4 separate regions of the Mus musculus genome follow, and all the other regions are linked to region 1. Evidence: chromatin contacts called from public ChIA-PET and HiChIP or PLAC-seq data. All regions are on one chromosome and are shown on one strand. The core of a region is the stretch at or near the end of the contact, and the rest is flanking DNA. Distances in the headings are between cores, read along the strand shown. Region 1 overlaps Arhgef33 (Rho guanine nucleotide exchange factor (GEF) 33). Region 2 overlaps Cdkl4 (cyclin-dependent kinase-like 4). Region 3 has its middle 21 kb from the start of Sos1. Region 4 overlaps Galm (galactose mutarotase).

Region 1 (3,111 bases), core at 432-2,931:
ACTCAGCCTGTCACACCAGCACACCTGACACTAAGTAAAAGTTAGGTGGCGAGATGGGCTGCATTCTAGACATTGGAGAATTGGTTCCTTTAAAAGCTGAAAAGAAATTAAGCAGAACAAATATCTGTGGGAAGGACCAAAAGGAGGGTAAGCCAGGTTCGGGGTCACACGCCTGCAATCTCAACCCTCTGGAGGCTGAAGCAGAAGGCTTTTTGAGTTCAAGGTCAGCTCAGGCAACATCACAACACTCTGAGAAGAGGAGGGGAGGGGAAGGGAAGTGAGAGGAAAGGAGGGGAGTATGGGGGGGGGGAGAAAAGGACGGTCCGTTATCGATCCTTTCAAATAAAGTCCAAATAATATCCTAGGAAAGTCTTAGAGATAGCAATGACTTGTATATAATCTCCTGCAAGTAAGATGTAATATGTAAACCACTGAGGTCGTTTTAGGATTCTGATATTAAATCTACTCTAAGATGATGAATTCTCACGTATCTTAAATAAAATACCATAAACAACGGATAGTACTGTGACAAATATAATTTGCTCTAGAATATCTTTATAAGTCTGTTCATATAACTCTGTAATCAACATAATAAAAGGAAGCAAGAAGTATAATGTGACCCCTGGAAGTCACCTAATGAGAGAAAACAAATCTCACAGTGTGTAAGTACACGGGGTTTAAACAACGCTGTCATGAGGGCTGAAGAGATGGGTTAGCACTGGCTGGCTGCTTTCAGAGGACCCAGGTTCAATTCCCAGCACCCACGTGGTAGCTCAAGTCACATGTAACTCGAGGCCCAGGTAATCTGACTCCTTTCCTGGCTTCTGTGGGCGTCAGGCGCAGAGTGAGTTACATAGACATGCATGCAGGCAAAGCACTCATACATGGGAATTTTCTAAATGCATAAATGAAGGCATCTCAAAGATAATGTGTTTTTTACGCCTATGTCAAAACTGAATCACCAAATATATAGCTAGCTTTGACTACACATCGGGCTCCTCAGGTGAGAGCACTCAACCTCCTCCCCGCTCCAACCACACTCCCCAAAGGGCCTCAGGTGCTCTCAAAAAAAAAAAAATCTGAGAAAGCAATGTGAATTTTCACCCAGCAGACTATGAGAAACATGGTATTTACTACAGATGCCATTCAAAATAATGATTAGAAGAGTCATTCAGGGGTCAAGTGCGGGTCCTGGGTTTGTTTCCCAATACCAAAACTTAGTGGATAGACTGGCGAGGAAAACAAAACTATTTTATTCTATCAGCAGCGCAAAGTTCCCCTAAGAGAAAGCCTGCACCCAGCAACGGGCTTGAAGAACCAAGAGTCAGCAGGACTCCTAGACAACTCTCACTTTCCAAACCAACTCTGGTTCCCCACCACAGCCCTGGTGTGTCCAGAGCCAGCGGGAATCTAGAGAAAGCACTCAGAGCGGACCATTCCTTAGCTCAGGAGCACAGATCTTCCTTATATCAGAATGTGAACGGCCATTGGTCCTCCGAGCTACTCCATTGCCACGTTATTATCTTGCTTACTTGGGATTGGGTAATTTGGCTGAGTTGATGTGTCAAGACCTGGCAGGAAGAGAAGCGTGACGGCCTGCTCTCTCACGGCCAGTGCCTGCTCTGAGGTGAATGAGTACATGTTTAAGCCTCGTGTGAGATAACACAACTCATCAAAACTCAGGCCCTTCTTCCGGGGGCCCCTCTGTCTCTTGTTGTTGCTTGGTATACCTGAGTGTGTCAGAGTGGCTTTTGATAGCCTGGGTATTTCCTGAGCTGTGGTTCTGGCAGGAAGGTTCTGTGGCTCTTTCTACCCTGACTAGATTTTTTTCTGTCTCTGTCTCTCAAACATGTTGCCCAGCTGGACTCAGCTAAGGAGAAGCCTCTCAGGGGCTCTCAGTGAGAGGGAAAGCTCATGCCTTTCCTTCCAGCCCATGGGAGATCTCTGTGAGTTCAAGGCCAACCTGATCTATATAGTACGTTCCAGACCAGCCAGGGCTACATAGTGGGACTCTGTTACAAACAAACAAACCATCAATTTAAATAAAAAACAAAGTGACATCGCACCTGGTAAGGCCACCTGCAAGTGAAGAAGAACAACTAAAGACCCTTAGAGATATTCAGAGGGACAGTCCTGGCCTCCAGAGAAAGTTTCCTCCAGCCAGGAAAAGCCTGTTTGCAGAGACAGGGGTGGAGATCAATTGGGGGAAACTAAGTAGTCAGTCAGTCGTCCTGGGGAATTACCCCATCTGCTGAAGCAGAGAAATTTCAGGTCTCGCAAGTCCCAAATGAGGTGGCTGAGTCCATGCACTTTGTAAAATAGCTCATCAGCCACCAGGGCCTATTCTAGGTGAGAGGGGAAAGCAGGTTATTGCTGCCTCTCCTGGGAGAAGGTTTTTCATCATTCCGATAAAACGGCATCCAATTTGGATCTGCCTTTGGCACTTTGGGGGCTGCTAGGAAAACAGTAAAATGCAGTCTTCAGAGTGATTGTACCTTCCCACCATTGCCCAAGTGAGCAGACTCCAGAAGCTGGGAATCAGAGACAAAGTTTGGAAAATCTCTAACTTCAGAAACACATGGGTCATAGTCAGTGTACCCTGAGGGCCAGTGATACCCTGTGGCCACTAATACTGTTACCTCATCCCTCAGAGTCCTCATCTACAAGTCATGTGCAGCTCACCTAAAGACCTCAGTCCTTACAGGTCCCTGCCTGAACCCCCAGCCTCAGGCAACTCAAGTCCTGCTCACCCCCAAAGGGCAGCTATCCCCCATGGCCTCCAGGAAGTGGATGGTGCAGATTTTTGTTTGTTTTGTGAAGCCGGATCTCTAGTAGCCCAAGCTTTCTGTGCGGTGGAGGATGGCACTGGGCTGAACCGGTGATCCCCCTGCCTCTGCTTCCTAAGTGCTGGGATTATAGGAGTACACCTCCACCTTTCTTTTTATGCAGTGCCGGGGTTAAGTGCACGCTTGACAAGCCCGCTACCAGCTCTACCCTAACCCTGCCTCGTGGTTAACTGTCACCTCTCCTTACTAACTCATCATTCTTAGAACCCAGTGGCACAGACTTAAATATAAAACAGTCCTTATCTTAGACAGGCTCAGCTAACCT
Region 2 (3,111 bases), core at 211-2,710, 200 kb before region 1:
AGTCTAAACTATTAGAGTTTACTACAAAGAGGTTTTGATTGAATTATATTAAACATATAATATGGATTTTAAAAATTTAAGATGTTTAAGAAAGCTATATAAAGATTAAACATTTTTGTGGCTGTATATTTGTGTATATACCTTGGTTGTTCTTTAAATTATTTTAATAAAAGCCAGAAACATTTCTGTCTCCTAACTTTTATTCAAATCAATGATTAGTCTATTACCTAATGCTTCATACTTAACTGAGAAAACTGTCCCCTCTCTTTGTGATTTCCACCTTGTGTTTCCAACAGGTTGCAATATCTGAACAGCTGACTCAGCAAACTGCTCTCGAGGGGATTTTTACAAATGGGAAACTAGCAAAAGCTCTCCCAGGCTGACCAGCCAGACACTTAGTTCTGAGAACATCTTGACAACTTTAGCTTTAGTAGCTTCGCAACTTTGGCTGCAAGAGTCTTTCTATTTTATTTAACAGCATATTTCTCTGCCCCGGTATAGTCCTACAGAATGTAGCATGGTTGTGCATCTTTAGTTTCAGCTTGCAGAGTGCTTTGTGTGGGCTTACAAAGAAGAAACAAACTCAAGACCAAATACAGAGCAGCTATCAAAGAGAGAAGCATTTGTGGTGAGTGAGGTAGTGTCAAAGCTGCCTCATTTCTTTTCTCTCAAATTAATCTCTCTGCTTTCTGTGTATGAATGACTGTGTGTGTATGTGTGTTCATGTGAGTGTGTGCATATATATGCATGTGTGTACATATGTGTGTGCATATAAGTATGTGTGCATGTGAATGTGTGTGCATGTGTGTTTGTGTGTGTGTATTTGTGCATGTGTGTGTGTGCACACATATTTGTGTGTAGTGTATACATGCACATACCTGTTTGTGTGATATTCACCCAGTGGGGGCATGTGGAAGTTAGAGATGAGAGATATTTCTCAATCCTTTCTCTACATTATTCTTAAACATTTATCTATTCATCTGTACATCCATCCATCCATCTATCTATCTATTCTTTGCCATCAAGAAGTGGTGGCCCCTTTATCCCATCTCACATCCAACCAGGATGAAGCCCTGACTTCAAACCCCAGTACTGGAAAAAAAAGAAGAGTATTATATGAAACAAAAAGACAATTGTGTTAATATGCTTTGTAATCTAAGAAGCTATATAAGTATTAATTATTCTCAGCACCCTCTAAGACTTAAAATTTTCTTTAACTACACTTGTTTCTTTAATATATGGGGAGAGGCATGCATGCTCAGGTGTGTATGCGGAGGTCAAAGGTTAACTTAGAACCTTAGCACAAAGGTGGAAGGGTGTGAAGGAAGATTTGGGGGGAAGGGGAGAGAAGCAGCAACAGCTAGCTTACCACTAGAAACAAGTCCGTGCTGGTTACCTGCGTTGAAGTCACTGTCTGGGATCGCTACCATCCTCCCTCCACTTCAGAGTAGAAGCCGCTTTCCCACTTCTACATAGTTTGCGGGGCAGCTCAGGCACACATCCGGGCACCATAGAGTCTCAGGTCTCTCCACTGCAATTCAGCGGATTGTGTTTTGATTTTTGTTGTCTGTCCTTTGCTGCTGCTGCTGCTGCTGCTGCTTTGTTTTGAGACGGGCTCTCTGGTTGCCCAGTCTTGAGTTTGCTCTGTAGACAAGGCTGGCCTAAACTCCTAATCCTCTGGCCTCCACCCCTAATCCTCCAGTGCTGGGATTGAAGGTATTCATCACCCCACCAGCTCTTTTGAACTCTTTGTGGCTTGAAGTTGAGCAAACCCAAAACTAATTATGACCTACTAAATGGCTAGCCTAAAAGAATTTTTTAAAAAAATTGTCCCAGCATTCTGCTTTAAATATGCTACATGAAAGTCTATCTCAAGAAAGAAAAAAAGTGGGGGTTGGGGAGAAAAGAAGAAAGGAAAGAAGAGAAGAGAAAAAAAAAAGAAGAAGGAAGGAAGAAGGAGAAAGATGAAAGGAAAGGTTTAAAAATGTGTAGAAAACAACAAAGCAAACCACCCAGCCAGAGCTAACTGCAAAACCACCGCGCAGCTCCTAGATAGCTTTTGTTTTCTCAAAAATGAAAGTTAAAGTTTTTTTTTTTCTTTTGTAAAAGCAACCATTTGAAGAACAGGAAACCCCTGGATTCACAGGGGTGACAACTAACTACTCTGTATATATTTTTTCCAAATATTTTCTCACAATCTCTCTCAAGAAATTATCAAATTAAATGTTTAATGAGTGTTTTGTCTAATCATCCTTTAATAGTGTTTTGCAGCTGGATTGAGTATTTTACAAATTTTCTATGATGAGTGTTAAAAATAGCACTGGCTTTTCTTCTTCCATAAATAATATTATTCGTGGGCAATCTGAAAAGTATAGATAAACCCAAATTAAAAAAAAAAAAAAAAGAAAGAAAGAAAAGAAAAGGAAGGACCAAAGAAAACCAATGTAACAAAGAAGAAAGTCTCACTCATGACTTCCAGAACTAGAGAGAATAATGGCTGTTTATATTCTACACATGAACATTTTAATCTGTTTGTACAGACACCTGTGTTTCACAGAAATAAAATTACACTGGCCATAGCACCTTAGCTATACCTCTTGTCACTTTGTAATACTGTGAATATTTAAATCTATTACATAATGGCAGCTAGAGAGACTGCTTAGTGGGTAAGAGTATTTGTTGCTCTTGCAGAGGGCTTGTATTCGTTTCCCTACCACCCACATATTGTCTCACAGCCATCTATAACCCCAGTTCCAGGGGCTCCAATAGGCTTACACGTGGTACACATACATTCAGGTAGGCCAAACATCCATATACATAAGGTAAAATAAGTACATTTAATTTTAAAATAAGTATTCATAATTTTATAGGCATTCAGTTATTACCGGTTTTTGCTTTTTAAATCGATGCCTTGAGTGTTAGTATGGCGAAATCTTTGCACACATCTACTGGACAAGATTATTCATCTAGATAAACAGCTCCGAATGGAACTGCTGGGTCAGCAAGTCTACAGAGTGTTACTGCTCACCGCGCACATTGCCAAGACACTGCTCAGGAAGGCAACGTCTCTTCCCAGCACTGGTCTGAGTGCTCATTCTCCACACTTGCAGC
Region 3 (3,111 bases), core at 392-2,891, 180 kb before region 1:
GCTCATAATCAAATGTTATTAAAAAACAAATGAGTGAACTTGGACAACATTCTTCTAAGTGAGAGCGGCCAGGTATAACAACCAAGAACACACGGCTCTGTCTGTGTGCTGTCTAGAATAGCCAAAGTTCCAGCAAGAGCAGAAGAATGGTTTTCAGAGACTGGGAGGCCTGTGGAGGGAGGGAAGTTATCGTTTGATAAGGACAGTTCACATTCAGGCCAACAAGAACACTCTGGGACTGGACAATGGTGATAGCCACACAAAACCGTGAATACCTAACTCTGTTCGATTCCATTTGGGCGGTGCGTACCTGCAAACCAAGCATTTGGGAGACTGAGGCAGGAGCCACTGTGAGCTACCCAGTGACATCAAGGCTATCCTGGGCTATATGATGAGCTCCCATCTCAAACAAGACAAAATAAAACAAAACCCCAAGACAAAAACAGCTAAAAGCTGCTTAAATGGAAGTCAGCACGGTGTGCATGGGTAGAATTACACAGCATGCATGCAGAGGGCCAAGGCAGGAAGACTGAGTTTGGAGTTGAGTCTGTGCTATATAGTGTGAGATCCATACCCAATAAAATTGCTCGATGGGCATTTGGTTTGGTTTGGTTTGTTTGTCTTTTACCACAATTTTAAAAGGGGGAAAAAAAGGTATTTTGATGATTTTGTAATCCCAGCATTCACTTGGGGAATTAAAGCAAGTTCAAAGTTGTCATGGATTTCAGAGTGACACCTTGTCTCAACACACACACACACACACACACACACACACACACACACACACCAAACAAAAAGCCCCACAGAACAAACCAAAATTTTAACAATAAAAATTTAAAGGCAAGAAAAAGAGGAGCTGTTGGTGCATACAGCCACATAGGTGAATTTGAAGTGTTGTAGAAATCAGGTTGAATGAAAGTTCCAAACACAAAGGTCTGTGTAAGTTCACTTAATGTAAATGTAAATATGTAAACTATAGTTAAATATAATTATAGGCAGCTGTTGGTTTAGACTGCCTGTCCCAGACCCCACTAATGTGGAATTGGAGCTGAAGTTCCACTCACCAAACCCAAATTAATTTGCTAGACTTTCCCAGAAATCAGAAGGAAGAAATAATATTCAAATCCCCCCAAGCAGGCCAGTTTCAGCACCGTAAGGAAGTGTCCTCTGAGCTAACCCTATGAGGAAGGTAACTTCTCAATGCCCAGTCCCTCTGTTTCTATTTCTACTTTCTTCAGCCCCTTTTCTGCCTATAGAGAAACCACTTCCTCTGCTCAGCACATTGCAAGATACTTTAGTTTGTTTATTCATTTATTATGTGTATGTGTGTGTGCACATACACATACAGGAACTGGTGTGCACTGAATACGTGCCACTGAATTTGAGGTTGTGAGCTGTTTGATGTGGGTCTTGGGAACTCATCCTGGCTCCTCTGCAAGAACAGTAAGGCCTCTGGATTGTTGAGCTATCTCTCCATCCCCCCTTAGAAAGACTGTCTGTCTGTCTGTTCATGTTCTCCTCTCTCTCCCTCTCCCTCGCTCCCTCCCCCTCCCCTCCCCCTCTCTCCTTTCAAACTCCTAACCCTCCCCACTTGCTCCCCAGGGCTTAGATAAGAGGTTTGCACTAGCACAGCTGGCTTGGAACATCTTTTGCAACTTTGTTTCCTTTTTCCAATGGGCTAGTGAGAAGAGAAAGACAGCTACTAGGAAACCTAATGTTTTAGGTTTCTTTTCTTAGTCTTGAGACAGAGGCTAATGTAACCTCCTCTGGCTTGGAACTCTTTGAGTAGCTGTGGGGCGACCTTGAACTTCTGGTCTTCCTCCCTCCACCTCTCTAGTCCTTGGATTAAAGTCAGGCCACACCACATTCAGTTCATTTGGTGCTAGAGATCAAACCCAAGGGATTTCTGTCTGCTGGGTCAGGGACTACTAACGAAACCACCTCCTCGGCCTGTCACTTTGACACTCTCAACCTTACACTGATAGAAATCAGAGTGGTGGTTTCTGGGAGCTGTGCTGGGGTGAGTAAGATTAATTGGAAATGAGTACAAAGGAACACGCTAAGTGAGAAAAAATACTTTCTATCTTGCTTGGAGAGGTGACTATACACAGTGTTATATACACTGTCAAAGGCCCTAGGATTAGACAGTAAGTATCTAAGCCTTATTTTAAGGTGTCAACTGAAAGTCATGACAATCTAAAGAAAATGAGATAATTTAAAATTGAGTGTCTGAGTGTTGTAAGCATGTGTGGTAAACGTGAAGATGTCAGTATCTGTCTGTGTACACGAAAGTGTGTGCCCACAGGGAGGCTGGTTACCTCCCCCTCCCCCATCATTTTCTTCTGCCCCCTCCCCTGCCAGCACTGAGGCCATAAATGTGAGACCAGGTCTGACCAGGTCTGACTTGTCACATGGATGCTGGGTCCATATAACTCAGGTTCTCATGGTTTCATAGAGAGCACCAAGCTTTCGCCATCCAGTTTTTTAAATGTGTTATTGAAGTTGAAGTTAAATAAAAATTTGGCTGGGCCTGGAGAGATGGCTCAACAGCTGGGAGCACTGACCACTCTTCTAGAAGGACCAAGGTTTCATCCCCAGCACCCACAACTGCCTGCGACTCTAGTTACAGACCCTCAGTCAGATGGAGGCAAAACATCAATGTGCATAAAATAAGATAAATAAGTAATGTGTTTTTACAGTTCCACATGGGAGGTTTACTGTGTGTGCGTGAGTGGGGGGAGGGGGGGTAAGTAATTTTTAAAGATTTTTTTTTCCTTCAGAAACATGTTTGAACAATCCTATTAAGAAAAATTGGCCAAGTATGGTGGTGGCCTATATCTGTAATGGAGGCTGAGGCAGGAGGATTTTCCTGGTTTACAGCACATGTCCTGGCACATAGAGTGTGCCAGATCCCGGTCTCAGAAATGCTAAGATAACAGTGCACTTTTAAAACAAAGATGTGAGACAAAAGAAACTCATACCAGAACGGCAGGGTGTGGCTCCCACCCGCAGCACTCAGCAAGTTTGAGGGCCGAGGCAGGCCTCTCTTCATGAACTCAAGGCCAGCCTGGGCTACTGTGTGAGACCCTGTCTCACCCCAAAATAAAAACC
Region 4 (3,111 bases), core at 334-2,833, 150 kb after region 1:
ATGACATAGTTTAAAAACACAAAGTTGGGCATAGTGGATCTCTGTGAGTTCGAGGCCAGCCTGCTCTGCTGGTCTATGTACTGAGTTCCGGAACAGCCAGAGGTACACACTAGAGAGAGCCTGACTCAGATATCTACATCTACAAAACCCAAAACAACAGTAGAAGTCAGAGTACTTCCTCTCACAGGTGTCACAGGTGTCACCTATTAGATATTTACATCACAATCATAACAGTAGCAAAACCAAGGGCAGACTGATCCTCTCTTCCTTTTTGTTATCATCAGACATGGAACAGACTTGCTCAAACATTTACTATCCTGTGGTCTAACTACCAGACTATAGCAAGCTTTCCACCTCTGCCAAAGGTGCGTTCCAAAAGGGCAGGAGCAGTTTCCTGTCCTCCATAGTCCCTGACCTGAGCTAGAACCTTTGCTTGGTGGAAAAGCTGATCTGCTTGAAACCAAGGCTGGAAAACGGGAGCCACTATGAAGGTGGCAGTGGTCTGTGACAAAGAACGAAAAGTCCAGATGGAGCAGGGCGTGGTGGCACACGCCTTTAATCCCAGCACTCAGGAGGCAGAGGCAGGCGGATTTCTGAGTTCGAGGCCAGCCTGGTCTAAAAGTGAGTTCCAGGACAGCCAGGGCTACACAGAGAAATCCTGTCTCGAAAAACCAAAAAAAAAAAAAGAAAGAAAGAAAAGTCCAGATGGCTTACGCGAGTGGTCTGAAGCAGACCCCTCGCTTCACAGAGACACTGGCCCAGGTGCAAAAGGAACTTGCCTGAAGTGATAATATCTCCAGATCTCAAAGCCTTCCAAAGTCAAAGACGGCCCTTTCTGGCGCACTATGATCTGTCTGTCTGCCGTGGGGACAGCACCTTCCACCCTCACCCCCCAAGTCCTCTTGGTTTTTCTAAGACTCTGGAAAATGAACGAGTTCTTTTACCTTTGGTTAATCTGCATATGTGAGTTTCTGCTTTGGGCTAAGAATAGAAAGGAAATGTCAATCATGCTTTGAGCAAAGCTGAATGCACAGAAAATGAAAATGAAATGGAAATTGTGTCCACAGACAGGATGCTACATCATGGTTCTAATATGAAAGCCACCAGACCCATCCGTCCCATCTGTCCATCCGTCCGTCCATCAGTCTGTCCATTCTATCTTGTGTGCTTTCTGAAGAGGCTCTATATCCTCCCGATATGGCTGGGTGTGTGTTAAAACCTAAAGCCTGGCAGCTGGTGACCTCTGACCCAAAGACGTGGCGGCTCAGCTCAAGGGCACAGGAGTGATTTGACTGATCCGGCTTCCTCATTCCAGCAAAGCCTGAGGACACACAGCAGTAAGGATCCCTCATGTGCTGTTCTTGTGGCTACAGGGTAGCAGCTGTGGTGAGTATAGACTGGTTTGAACAGCTTAGGACTTGCTGGCAAACTAAAGAGGAGAGAGAAAGACAAGAAAGTTGAGAACATGTGCGAAGGGACGCTTTTCAGTGATGAACTCCTGACCTACGCTGAGGAAGGGTAGGGGAGGAAGCGAGGTCATGAGTGGGTGGGTGACAGCGAACGGAACTAAAGGGTGGAAGGATCAAAGGGCCACGGGTTCTTGTGGTGCTGAAGAGTGGTGGGCTCTCAGAGACAGACATCCTGAAGAGTGGTCAGAGGGCTGCCTTGGGAGGAAACCAGTCAGACCCAAGACAATCACAGTGAGCAGGTGAGAGGACAAGACGGGGGTGGGGCAGGATACCGCCAGTGAACCGCGATGGATGGTGACGGGAATGGTGTTGGAGTGATTGCCATCCAGACGTGAGGGCAGGACAGGAGAAAGGGCATGTGGACAGGGGTCAACAGAATGCTCACGAGCACGCCACTCTAGCTGCAGCAGCTGAACCCTACTCCTCGGGATTTGCAAGAAGAGGATCTGATCACTGAAGACAGAACCCATCACCAGAGTCAGCCTCCCTCTTTGTAATCGTTGACAGACTGATAATTATTCACTCTCTGAAAGTAAAGAGAAAGCTCAGAGCTCTTCTGCAACCCACCAGCCTTTGTCTTCTCTCATCTCCTTGAGGGTTTCACACTCAGGTCTTATGATAAGGGATGTGGCCTTTCTTCATGTCTGTGGCAGACTGAACCCTGGTCTACTCCCGTCCCTTGTGTGCCCTTGCTGACATGACACTGACACCCCCTCACTGACAGCTGGCATCTCTTCCTCTTTGAGCTTACATGCACCTTGATAACCACCTCAATAGAGCTGCTGGGGTGTGACTCCTGAGACACCGGTATGAGATATAAAATGGCTTCAGCCTAGGCTGCTCTCAAGACATGAGCTCTTGAAGCCCAGCCACCATACAATTAGGAAGATCAAGTCACAAGGCTGTGTGTGTGTGTGTGTGTGTGTGTGTGTGTGTGTGTGTGTGTGGTGTGCAGTTACGGTGACAGCCTCAACTGAGCTCCCAACCAAAAACCGACACCAACAGCCAAACACTGAAGAAACATCTTTAGATGTTTATGTGCCAGTCCTGATCTTTGCTGGAGGCCCAAGAGAATGACTTGTCTGTAAAGAAAATGTCTTATAAGCATTGCCTGCCAATAAAAAAGCTGATGGCCAATGAGCTGAGGCAGGAAATAGGAGGTGGGACCCTGGCAGGAGGAGAGAGAAAATAAAAGGAGATGCAGAAAGAAGAGAGAGGGACTGAAGAGATGGACATAAACCAGAAGGTAAATGAACTCAGGGAGATGCTGAGAGAGAGGAGGAGGCCAGGACTGAAGAGAGGTAACTAACCATGTGGTACACAGGAAAATTTGAATGGGTTAAGTAAGTTATGAGCTAGTCAGAGAATGAGCCAAAGCTTATGGCCTAGCCATTAAATAATAAATAATTAGTCTCAGAGTCGTCATTCTGGGAGCAAGACTGGGAAGAAAAACCAGAATTTGTTTTTAACATTCGTCCTAACAGAAACAGACAATAAATGACTGTGTTGGGATGGTTTGTTATGTAGCAATAGCTCCAGTAATCGCTCCAGGATGTTTTTTGTCTCTCAGCACTGACTGACAAGTCTCTGTGGAGGCCTCTCTCCCTCCATCTTCCCCTCTGTACACTGTTTTTAAGTGCCT

What was found. ChIA-PET counts read pairs in DNA pulled down with a chosen protein or histone mark. HiChIP or PLAC-seq counts read pairs in DNA pulled down with a chosen protein or histone mark.
Region 2: an RNA polymerase II ChIA-PET map of memory CD8 T cells shows a contact between it and region 1, with 6 read pairs. The contact joins two enhancer-like sites. A contact is called at or near these places in 2 of 484 Hi-C or Micro-C datasets (nephron progenitors and pancreatic cancer cells) and 1 of 115 datasets of contacts at active chromatin or transcription factors (memory CD8 T cells).
Region 3: an RNA polymerase II ChIA-PET map of memory CD8 T cells shows a contact between it and region 1, with 5 read pairs. The contact joins two enhancer-like sites. A contact is called at or near these places in 1 of 484 Hi-C or Micro-C datasets (nephron progenitors) and 3 of 115 datasets of contacts at active chromatin or transcription factors (embryonic stem cells and memory CD8 T cells).
Region 4: a contact with region 1 is called in a BATF HiChIP or PLAC-seq map of CD8 T cells, with 5 read pairs. The contact joins two enhancer-like sites. A contact is called at or near these places in 2 of 484 Hi-C or Micro-C datasets (the Ba/F3 cell line and embryonic stem cells) and 1 of 115 datasets of contacts at active chromatin or transcription factors (CD8 T cells).

Annotation. Positions count from the first base shown.
Region 1 is chr17:80,322,386-80,325,496 of GRCm38.p6, reverse strand. All of the region lies in intron 1 of Arhgef33 (Rho guanine nucleotide exchange factor (GEF) 33), which reads right to left. Among named protein-coding and RNA genes, the nearest start is that of Arhgef33, 17 kb to the right of the region's middle. Within about 2 kb of position 1,681, at least 39 of the 459 cell types and tissues checked have an H3K27ac peak or open chromatin away from gene starts, as enhancers often do. A contact at or near this core is called in CD8 T cells and memory CD8 T cells, where this site is marked.
Region 2 is chr17:80,520,635-80,523,745 of GRCm38.p6, reverse strand. Cdkl4 (cyclin-dependent kinase-like 4) reads left to right here. Exons shown (of 10, transcript NM_001360143.1): 10 at 1-196. Among named protein-coding and RNA genes, the nearest start is that of Sos1, 42 kb to the right of the region's middle. Within about 2 kb of position 1,460, at least 29 of the 459 cell types and tissues checked have an H3K27ac peak or open chromatin away from gene starts, as enhancers often do. A contact at or near this core is called in memory CD8 T cells, where this site is marked.
Region 3 is chr17:80,500,126-80,503,236 of GRCm38.p6, reverse strand. No RefSeq gene overlaps it. Among named protein-coding and RNA genes, the nearest start is that of Sos1, 21 kb to the right of the region's middle. Within about 2 kb of position 1,641, at least 60 of the 459 cell types and tissues checked have an H3K27ac peak or open chromatin away from gene starts, as enhancers often do. A contact at or near this core is called in memory CD8 T cells, where this site is marked.
Region 4 is chr17:80,173,388-80,176,498 of GRCm38.p6, reverse strand. All of the region lies in intron 4 of Galm (galactose mutarotase), which reads right to left. Among named protein-coding and RNA genes, the nearest start is that of Gm51284, 20 kb to the left of the region's middle. Within about 2 kb of position 1,583, at least 84 of the 459 cell types and tissues checked have an H3K27ac peak or open chromatin away from gene starts, as enhancers often do. A contact at or near this core is called in CD8 T cells, where this site is marked.